2 separate regions of the Gossypium arboreum genome follow, and region 2 is linked to region 1. Evidence: chromatin contacts called from public Hi-C data. All regions are on one chromosome and are shown on one strand. Each heading gives the region's core, a stretch centred on a gene start, on an enhancer-like site or on the middle of the called end of the contact. The rest is flanking DNA. Distances are from core to core; before and after follow the strand shown. Region 1 holds the start of LOC108463895 (subtilisin-like protease SBT1.7). Region 2 holds the start of LOC108467753 (BTB/POZ domain-containing protein SR1IP1-like).

What was found. Hi-C and Micro-C count contacts between places; a contact is called where the count stands out from the background.
Region 2: a Hi-C map of leaf shows a contact between it and region 1, with 4 times the contacts expected there. The contact joins the promoter of LOC108467753 here to the promoter of LOC108463895 in region 1. A contact is called at or near these places in 2 of 5 Hi-C or Micro-C datasets (both in leaf).

Annotation. Positions count from the first base shown.
Region 1 is chr11:38,665,603-38,670,351 of ASM2569848v2, forward strand. It overlaps LOC108463895 (subtilisin-like protease SBT1.7), which reads right to left and starts at 2,766. Exons shown (of 1, transcript XM_017763886.2): 1 at 1-2,766. The coding sequence starts at 1,918.
Region 2 is chr11:38,894,858-38,899,606 of ASM2569848v2, forward strand. It overlaps LOC108467753 (BTB/POZ domain-containing protein SR1IP1-like), which reads left to right and starts at 2,426. Exons shown (of 5, transcript XM_017768508.2): 1 at 2,426-3,080; 2 at 3,188-3,257; 3 at 3,355-3,939; 4 at 4,027-4,566. The coding sequence starts at 2,980.

The sequences.
Region 1 (4,749 bases), core at 1,516-4,015:
ATCTGATTTGGAACTCTGTGTAGTTCAAGGCACAAAGGAAACCCAGATAATCTTCCGCTGTCAAATCATACACAAGCCCTGGATTAAGCGCTGAAACGGGATCCACATGTCCAGCACCATGGTCGAACGGGGTGGATGGTTTCCCCGTTGCAACATCTTGCATTTTCTGCTTGTTTTTGTATTCCGTATAAGCTGTAGTCATAAGAGCTGATCTAATAGCTGCTGGACTCCAATCTGGGTGAGCCGCCTTCAGCAACCCTGCAAGGCCACTAACATGTGGGCAAGACATTGAAGTTCCTGAAATGATGTTAAAATCCACTCGTCTGGTATCCGTAGCCAGCCCCGTTGGACCTACTGCACCGGACCACCCTGCTAAAATGTTAACCCCTGGAGCAATCATGTCTGGTTTCAATATCTCCGAGGTTATAGAATTTGGTCCTCTTGAGCTAAAAGCAGCCACCACCGGTGATGGTTCTATACCAACTTTGGTTCCTTCAAAAAGAATGGTGACAGTTGGGTTAGGATTTGAAAACAAGTAGTCTCTTATAGCATCACCAGATTTTTGACCCACTGCGGTTGCCGGGAGCAAATGGGCATCCGCTACCAGCTCTTCACCGTTTGCGGCAGTGTTAGACAAAACCATGCCTATACCACCGGCTGCTTTAACGACAGCTCCTTTTTGAACCCTGGCGTTCATCCCACGATCACAAAGAACAATCTTACCGGCAACTTTTTCCGGTATCAAAGTATCCATCATACACAAATTCCCGTTGGTAGCATTGCTAGCATTGCCAGCATAAACAAATGGTAGCATCTTTCCAGGCAAGGGGCTGCCTCGGTAAAGCGACACGCCGGAGAAATTTTTGCCGTTTCCAAGGCTAACGAAAGCAGGGAAATCACGATCCAGTGTGCCTGCACCGACAGTTGTAATCCACGGAGCCACGTTTGATAAACTGTAAGGAGCTGGACCAGCATTTCCGGCCGAACAAGAAACTAAAATCCCCTTCTCCATGGCAGCAAAAGATCCGATTGCAACACTATCCCTGTAATAATCAGACATGCCACCGCCGAGGGACATGGATAGTACATTAACGTTGTCATCAATGGCCTTCTCCATGGCAGCCAAGATGTCTGAACTGAAACATCCACCGATCCAACAAACCTTGTAAACAGCAACCCTAGCGCGCGTGGCCATACCACGCGCCGTTCCTTGTGCGTAACCAAACAAGCTAGCTCCTTCCACCACCGACCCTGCAGCGGTGGAGGCCGTGTGAGTACCATGCCCATCATCATCTCGAGGTGATCTTGATTCCTTGGTCTCGTCAATTGCACCCAAGGCAGCCTCATACCCCTTAGCAAAGTACCTCGCACCTATCAATTTTTTATTGCAATTTGCGGAGGTAAAATTGGTGCCTGATTCGCACGCGCCTTTCCAGCTGCTTGGTATTGGTCCAAGCCCCGTATCAGCAAAGCTCTTGCTCTCAGGCCAAACACCAGTATCCAACACACCAATAACAACATCACTCGCCGACTCAGACTCAGGGAACAAAGCAGCAGCTTGACTGAGTCCAAGGAACTCAGGTGTACGAGTCGTGTGTAACTCGTATCTTACCTCGGGTAAAACCGCGAGGATCCCTGGTTGGCTCTCGAGTTGCTCAGCTTCTTCATCAGTTAACTGAGTAGAGAATCCATGGATAACGTTGTCGTAGGTATAGAGCATTGCAGCCGAGCCGGAAACTGACTTCAAAGAGGAGTCATACCAGTGAGTATGGTGCTGGAAACTCGGAGGCATCTCGGATTTAGCCATGTGCACGATGTAAGTCTTTCTGCTACTCTTCTTCTCCTCCAATGGTGCAGCCATGGACACGTGGCAAAGACCAAGAATCAGGACAATCATAAAACACTTAACCATCTCCATTTTTGTTCACTCTCTTCTTCACCAGAAAGAGAGGAAAAGCAATAGAGATGAAAGCTTGGATAAAACTCTTGATTTTATACAAAAAGGAACAGCTGTTTTCCTTTATTAAATATAAAAGAAGAGAGAGTGAACGTGGTCGTAGGACGGTGGTGGTTGTCTTGTTGTTTGAATGATTGGTTGCAAACCAAAAATAAATAAAGGAGAAAAAAAAAGAGGTGATGGAGGTTAAGAGCTGAGATAAGATACTAATAACTTTCTTTCACATGATTTCATGCTTTTGTGTTTATCCGTTGTCTTCAAATCTTCTCTTTTATTCTCGAGGCTGAGAATTGATTCTCTCTTCCTCCTCCCCTCTCTAGGCTGATGATAACTGTGTATTTCCTTTTTTTTCTTTTTGCAGAGTTAAGGGGAACAACAATAAAGCATAAAAAGCAATAATTGAGAAGGGAAAAAAAAGGGCTTAATCCTTTCAATTATTTGTTCATTTAAGAAAAAACAAAGGATGGTTAAGCGATTACCATCTAGTCATTTGGGAAGATGAGTTGATGAGGAAGACGATAATTCAAGATTAAATTTGCATAAAAGGAAATTAAATAATAAGACGGTAGGTATAGTTAGTATAAAAATAATTTAAGATATCATGTGATGCCATAAAATAACACAAATTTATAAATGATATTTGAAAAGTAATGGCAGTAAAAATTCGTGAAGCTTAGAATTTCAAGTGCCCAAGTAGATAATATTTTAATTACGGTTGGCTGCTCTTTGAAATGAATATAATACAAAAGATGTGTATATGAAATTCATCAGACAGTTGAGTTGAATATGGATTATGTTTTGGAGGTTATAGATTAGCAATTCTTGATTCTGTCAGTATATTAATAATTATTTTTAAAATGACATAGTTATCAATTAGGTCTAACAGTTTGACTATAAAAGTATGAATTTGAAGAAAAATAATTTGGATAATTTAAATATTAATTTGTATTTAAGATATTAATAAATTTTTATTGTGTTTATTTAATTTTACATTATTTTTCCAGTTCACGGGCATTTGTCTTTGGCTCTTTGCTTCTTTCTTTATTTATTATTTTATGCAACACGTTTGGAAATTATTGATGGGAGGTATACCCGCCAACCAACCATCCCCTTCTTCTTGCCTGTGCACAAATAAATATTTAATTTAATAATAATTACAAATATTGATATAATTGTTGGTAAATGTTTTTGAAGGTGAATATTTAATTTAATGTGTAATTGGATTTAGATTTATCACAAATAATATATTAAACTATAGGCAAGTTCAAAATTGAATTCAAAAGTTGCTCACTTCTCATCTCACCAGTGATTGAAATTTATTTGGCAGAGAAAAGAAGGGTTAGATTCAGTGTAGGACTGATTTTCGTTTTTAAAGTATGTAATTTCTTTTGCCTATTGTCCAAATTGGGTGAGCAAAATTTGGTTCGATTCGAAAAATTTAATAAAATTTTTAAATTTTGAATTAAATAGTTCGAGTTATTTGAATTAATCAAGTTATTTGGATAAACTCGAATAAAAAAATAAGTTTTTTTGTTTAATTCGAGTTATCTAAAAATCCGAATAAGGAAATGCAAAACTACGTCATTTTGATAAATGATTACATTTTCTAAAGTTAAAAGTCAAAATTATTAAGTTAAAAGGTAAAACTACGTTGTTTTGATAAAGTTTACTAATTAAGTTAAAAGGCAAAACTATTATATTGTTTATGTTGTTAAATAATTTTATACTTCGTTTGCTAGTTAAATAATCGGTTCATGTAAGTGCAACATTGAGTATAAATAATAGGATTCGTTAACTCGACTCTACTTGTCTCTAAATTTTTTGACTCAATTCGATCCGATTCGAAAAAAATTCAAATTGAATTCAGTTGCTAAAATAGGATTCGTCAACTTGACTAACTCAAAATTTTTTGATTCAATTGAATACTCACCCCTACTTATACTAACCTAGATTGAAATGTTGAAAAAACTATTTTTTTTTTTTTAAATTGAATACTATTAAATTTGTTGGATATTAGTTCCACGTTGTGGGGTCCGGTCAGCACGTGTAGACATTGGACGCAGTGATGCCATACTTCAATAAAAATCAAATTACAGCACAAGATCTCTAATATTAATAAGTTTCATTTTAATCACTTAATTAACATTATTTATTTATAAATAATTTGTTCCTCAACTGTCATAAGTATGGCGTATTAACTCAATATGCTACAAGGTTAATACCTAGCTCTTGAATTAGGATAAGTTATAATAATATTCTATTTTTTTATATTTGTTTAATAGTTTTTTTTAAATAGAACGTTTTTGGAGAAAGTGTGTGAAAATGAGTTTAGCTAGGCATGTTTTCCTCTAACGATCATTTCCCAACGGTCCAATTTTAAACGAGGCCAATGGTAAAATTTTTTAAGGGGCAACGATTTTTTTACTATAAATACCAAGCCATTTTTCATTCTTTTCACTCAAATCCAACTATCTATTCTCTTTAAACTCTCAATTCTTTCAACTCTCTCAATTTTCTCAAGTTTTGTTCGAAATTTTTCAATACATTTGTTTGAAAATATTATAGTTTTATTTTATTGTTTAGTAGATTATTCATTTCGATTAAATTTTCATAAATGGCAAGCTCGCTGATTCGTTTCGACGACAAGCACATTCCACTACTCAATCGACAGTGGGAAGAAAAAATTTAAAATTTTGTTATTTTCAATTAAGTTAATTTTAAAATTTTTTAAAAATTTTAAAATATTTTATTTTGTTGATATAAATAGGCGGATGATCGTGTTTTGGGGGCGT
Region 2 (4,749 bases), core at 1,176-3,675, 230 kb after region 1:
TATTATTATTTAACTACCATATATAGCAACTTACCGTTTGTGATTTTAATAAGTGATCAAAATGATTGAATAATATAATATAGGTGTTTAAATTATAAATATTTTTATTTTAATGGCTAAAATAAAAATAATAATAATTAAGTGAGTAGCTATATAATTTACCCAAAAATTATGAAGGTTATATGCTGAATTCTATTGAAATGATCAAACTGATATCCTTTGTGATTTAATTTTTAGTATTTGTTAATATGTTTGTTATTTAAAATGTAATTAATTAATTAGATGATATTGGACTTTGTACATATCTTGTCTCCGCTCTACAACTTTGTTAAGTTATTGATCTGAATTACATTATTAATATTTGATTTCAATAATTCAATTATGATTTAGGAATGATAATGTTAATATGTATTAATTATATGTAGAGTGTTTAATTTCTGTTTATTGATCCTAATAATTAAACAAATTACACATATATATTTAATTCAAATCAATCCAAATTTTATTTTATATTGATATATCAACCCAGTCTCGTTCCGGCGGATATGATCTAAACTGAAAACACCCTCCTAACTTCACGTGACTTTCTGCACATAGCTGGTGGGATTTTTAGGGTCTTACAAACCAACCAACAACAAAGATATATAAGAAGCCCTGGTGGCATGAAACCCAATTCTAATCCGTGATTATTATGTGTTATCTACATTAGATGGGTCTATTACTTGCTCCGCATTGAATTTTAGAAAACAAGTTGGTCCGTAAGATTTAATTCTTTTCGCATTATTCATCTTCACCTGCATCCAAAACTACTGCTATTCTCTTTCGGATTGTACGATCTCTTTACATGTCACCCCCTTTTTTTGTCTTCCTCATCTTCGCCTATATTTGGATTTAGGATAATAAAATAGGGTATTATCTTAAATTATATATATATTTGGAGGACCCACATGTCAAATATAAATGTGTAACGTAGCCACTTAAAATAAAATAAAAATTCGGATAACATAGATTGTCACTGCATGTATGGTGAGTTTCCAATACAATGAAAACAACAATGTCTATCTTGATCGTGAGCTTTAAGCCTTGGTGATACATGCAGGCATTTAACGTAGATTAAGCTATAGGAAAGGTGGAGAATTAAAGCTGCCAGTGGAGCCTATGAAGCTATTTTTAAAGCACCCAGTTTAAGACTTGCCGGTGCAGTCTTAATTCCAAATTATTTTGCCCAAACCAACCTGTTAATTCAGTACCGTAACCCCTTCACATGGTTTGGGGGTTCACCATTGTTTTCTATGGCTGAAACTTGAAGGAATCAAAGTGAAAATGGAGACAAACGCTGGCTTGAGGTGACGGGTCCCAAATCAACATGTGCAGGGACGATGGGTGCTTCGCATAGACAAGCACTGCTACAAATTTAGAGGTTTCTGAAATCAATGGATACCAACTCAGCAGGAAAGGAATCCCAGTTCTCGACGGTATTCCAAGACCATTGCTTTGATTGTGGGCCTACTATAACTTATATCACATTATGTACAGTACCCTCTGCAGAATTACCCCCCCCCCCCCCATGATTTTAGTTTTACAACCCTTTAAACACTAATATAATAATGAAGTGACCTTTCCTTTGGACTTTTCCTTACTGTACCACAAAGAATCAAAAATGCCCATGAAGCACTTTGATGGGGTCTAATCTATAACCCTAGGAATTTTGCATGAATTATGGAGATCGATATGTTATAATAGTAGCCCTACAACGCCCAAATAGTTTATCTTCTGTTTCTTTGTTCTTTTTTCCCCCCTGGTTTTGTCAAAACTCGCCTGAAAATGGTTTACAGAGCAGTACCAATGGACATACCCGACAATTGCCTGCAGCTAAAAAACAATATCCCTTCCCTTTTAATATGAACTCATGACCCCATGGATGTGAAATCTTGCAATGGATTGGGGATCACAGAGATTAAATTTTCCTTGCAATCAACCATCAACGTTTAGGAAACGGGCCCCTAAATTGCGTAACAGAGAAAAAGATTGAGATTATTGATGGGTACAAACAAGAGCCAGTTGTTTTCGTTGATTTTAAGGACCTCATTTATTGCACAAGAGAAATGCTGTTGAACCCCAAACATCTTTTCTCTTTGGGTGGATAATTTTGGTATCCATTTACAACCTCAGAACAATTAATAAGCACCTAATCTGCAATCACAACCGACTTTTCATATGGTGAAACAACACAAGTTGTCACTCACATGTATACAGATGTGTTCCTCAAATTACCAAAGTGCTTAAGAGTGGAACCGGTGTCCTGTCCATAATGTTCATATTATTACACCGTAAAGGAACATGTGAAGGCAGAAAGTTCCAACATAAAATTTCATGATAACTACTTTTCGAGTGATAACATTAAAAACCCACGATTGGCCATAATTATGAATGCCATCTAACTTAGAAATCAAGACCAGGTTAACCAAAATCCCATGAATCCTGAAATTTATTAATGTCCAATGAAAATGGACAGGGAACTGAAGATGGGAACTTTAGCGGATGGGACTATTGCCCACGTGGAAACTTTCGACCTTTAGCCGCCAAACAACATGAAACCATCTAATCTTTCCACCAAAAACCCACACCACACAGTATATTTCTTCATCTATCTTCATCCTTTAATACCCAAAATACCACTTGCTTGAAATGTTGTACTCCTCACAGCTTTCCCCTCTAGGTTTCTTTGGAGGCCTAGTTTTGGTAATCCACCTACTCAAAGTTGGATAATACAGTTATTAAGGACATGATTTTGAGCTTATATTGCTTCTCATTCAAACATTTGAATAAATAAATGACAAAACAGTACAGCAAATTGCTTGTTCTGTTGGCTCCACCACAATCTTGTAAATGATAAACACCCTGTTTAACAGACTCTGGTTATCTATGATTTGATGGAGATGCAGGCATGATCTTAGTAAAACTCCTTCATTTTCTGCTATGGTGGATCTTGATCAGGAGGACACTGCACCCACCACTCTTAACATGTCTGCTAAAAAGAAGGAGCTTATGTCCACAGCCATGAAGAGAACCAGCGAGTGGTATCATTACTATATAAGCATGAAATTCATAAATTGCTTTTCAGATAGGAAAAAAAATGGTAAGAGAACTGATGTATATAATTTTATTTTTCTTTGTTTTTTGTCAGGATTTTCTCTCAGGAGATACCCAGTGATGTCACGGTTCAAGTTGCTGGAGTTTCCTTTTCTCTTCACAAGGTAGAATCCAAGTACTTTAATTCTCATACAAACAGCCATAGCATGTATATCATAATCATTTCTACCTTTTTGTTTGCATGTCCTGCTTCAATTGCAGTTTCCATTAGTCTCTAAGTGTGGATACATAAGGAAAGTGGTATCAGAATCCAATGATGCTGATGTTTCAGTCATAGTAATTCCTGATGCTCCGGGCGGAGCGGAATCCTTCGAACTTGCGGCTAAATTCTGTTACGGGATAAATTTTGAGATAAACACCGAGAATATTGCGGCGCTACGTTGCGTGGCCGAGTACCTTGAGATGACCGAGGACTATGCGGTCGGAAGCCTTGTGGAAAGAACTGAAGCCTTCTTGAATGAAGTGGCACTTCAGAGCCTAGCAGGAGCAATTTCTGTGTTACATGCTTCCGAGAACCTACTCCCCATTGCAGAGGAAGTTAAACTGGTTGGCCGGTGCATCGATACCATAGCATATTTAGCTTGCAAAGAGAGTGGGAATGATATTGCAATCTCTTCAACAATCTCTAACTCAAAAACGGTTGTTGATTGGTGGGCTGAGGATTTGGCTGTTCTTCGAATTGACATATTCCAACGGGTTCTGATTGCAATGATAGCGAGAGGGTTTAAACCATATGCTCTTGGTCCTGTGCTTATGCTCTATGCCCAGAAAGCTCTTAGAGGTTTGGTGAGACCGCCATGCCTACATAATTCACTTGTTTACCTGATATGCTTCAATATGTAAAGTTGAAGCTGAAGCTCTTTTTTTGTGCAGGAAATATTTGGAAAGGGGAGGAAGAAAATCGAGCCACGACAAGAACACGAAAAGAGGGTCGTCTTGGAAACCATAGTGAGCCTTCTGCCAAAGGAGAAAAATGCAATGTCTGTAAGCTTCCTAACCGTGCTGCTTCGAGCAGCAATATATCTGGAAACAACCATTGCTTGTCGACTCGATTTAGAAAAAAGGATGGCCTTGCAATTAGGACAGGCTGTTTTAGATGATCTCTTGATTCCTGCCTATTCTTTTACTGGGGATACATTGTTTGATGTGGACACAGTACAGCGGATCATGATGAATTACCTTGAATATGAAACTGATGGTTCTCATTTTGGCTACAAAGAAGAAGATGGCTATATTTCTCCCCCACTAAGTGACATGGAAATGGTGGGAAAGCTAATGGAGAGCTACCTAGCCGAAATAGCATCTGATCGTAATCTCCCCGTCTCGAAATTCATCGGTCTTGCCGAACTCATTCCCGAACAATCGAGGATAACAGAGGATGGAATGTACAGAGCCATAGATATCTACCTCAAGGTACAGTCTTTTATGTAATTACCCTCATCTTAACATTCTGCTGCAATTTTTTACTCAATTCAATAATTATATATATTCTAATCCTATATGAGTACAGAAAACAACACCATTAGTTCATTATGAATTAAGTTTGAACACACTGCAATGTAAAGGTGATTTTGAAGCAATCTCATATAAAGTGAA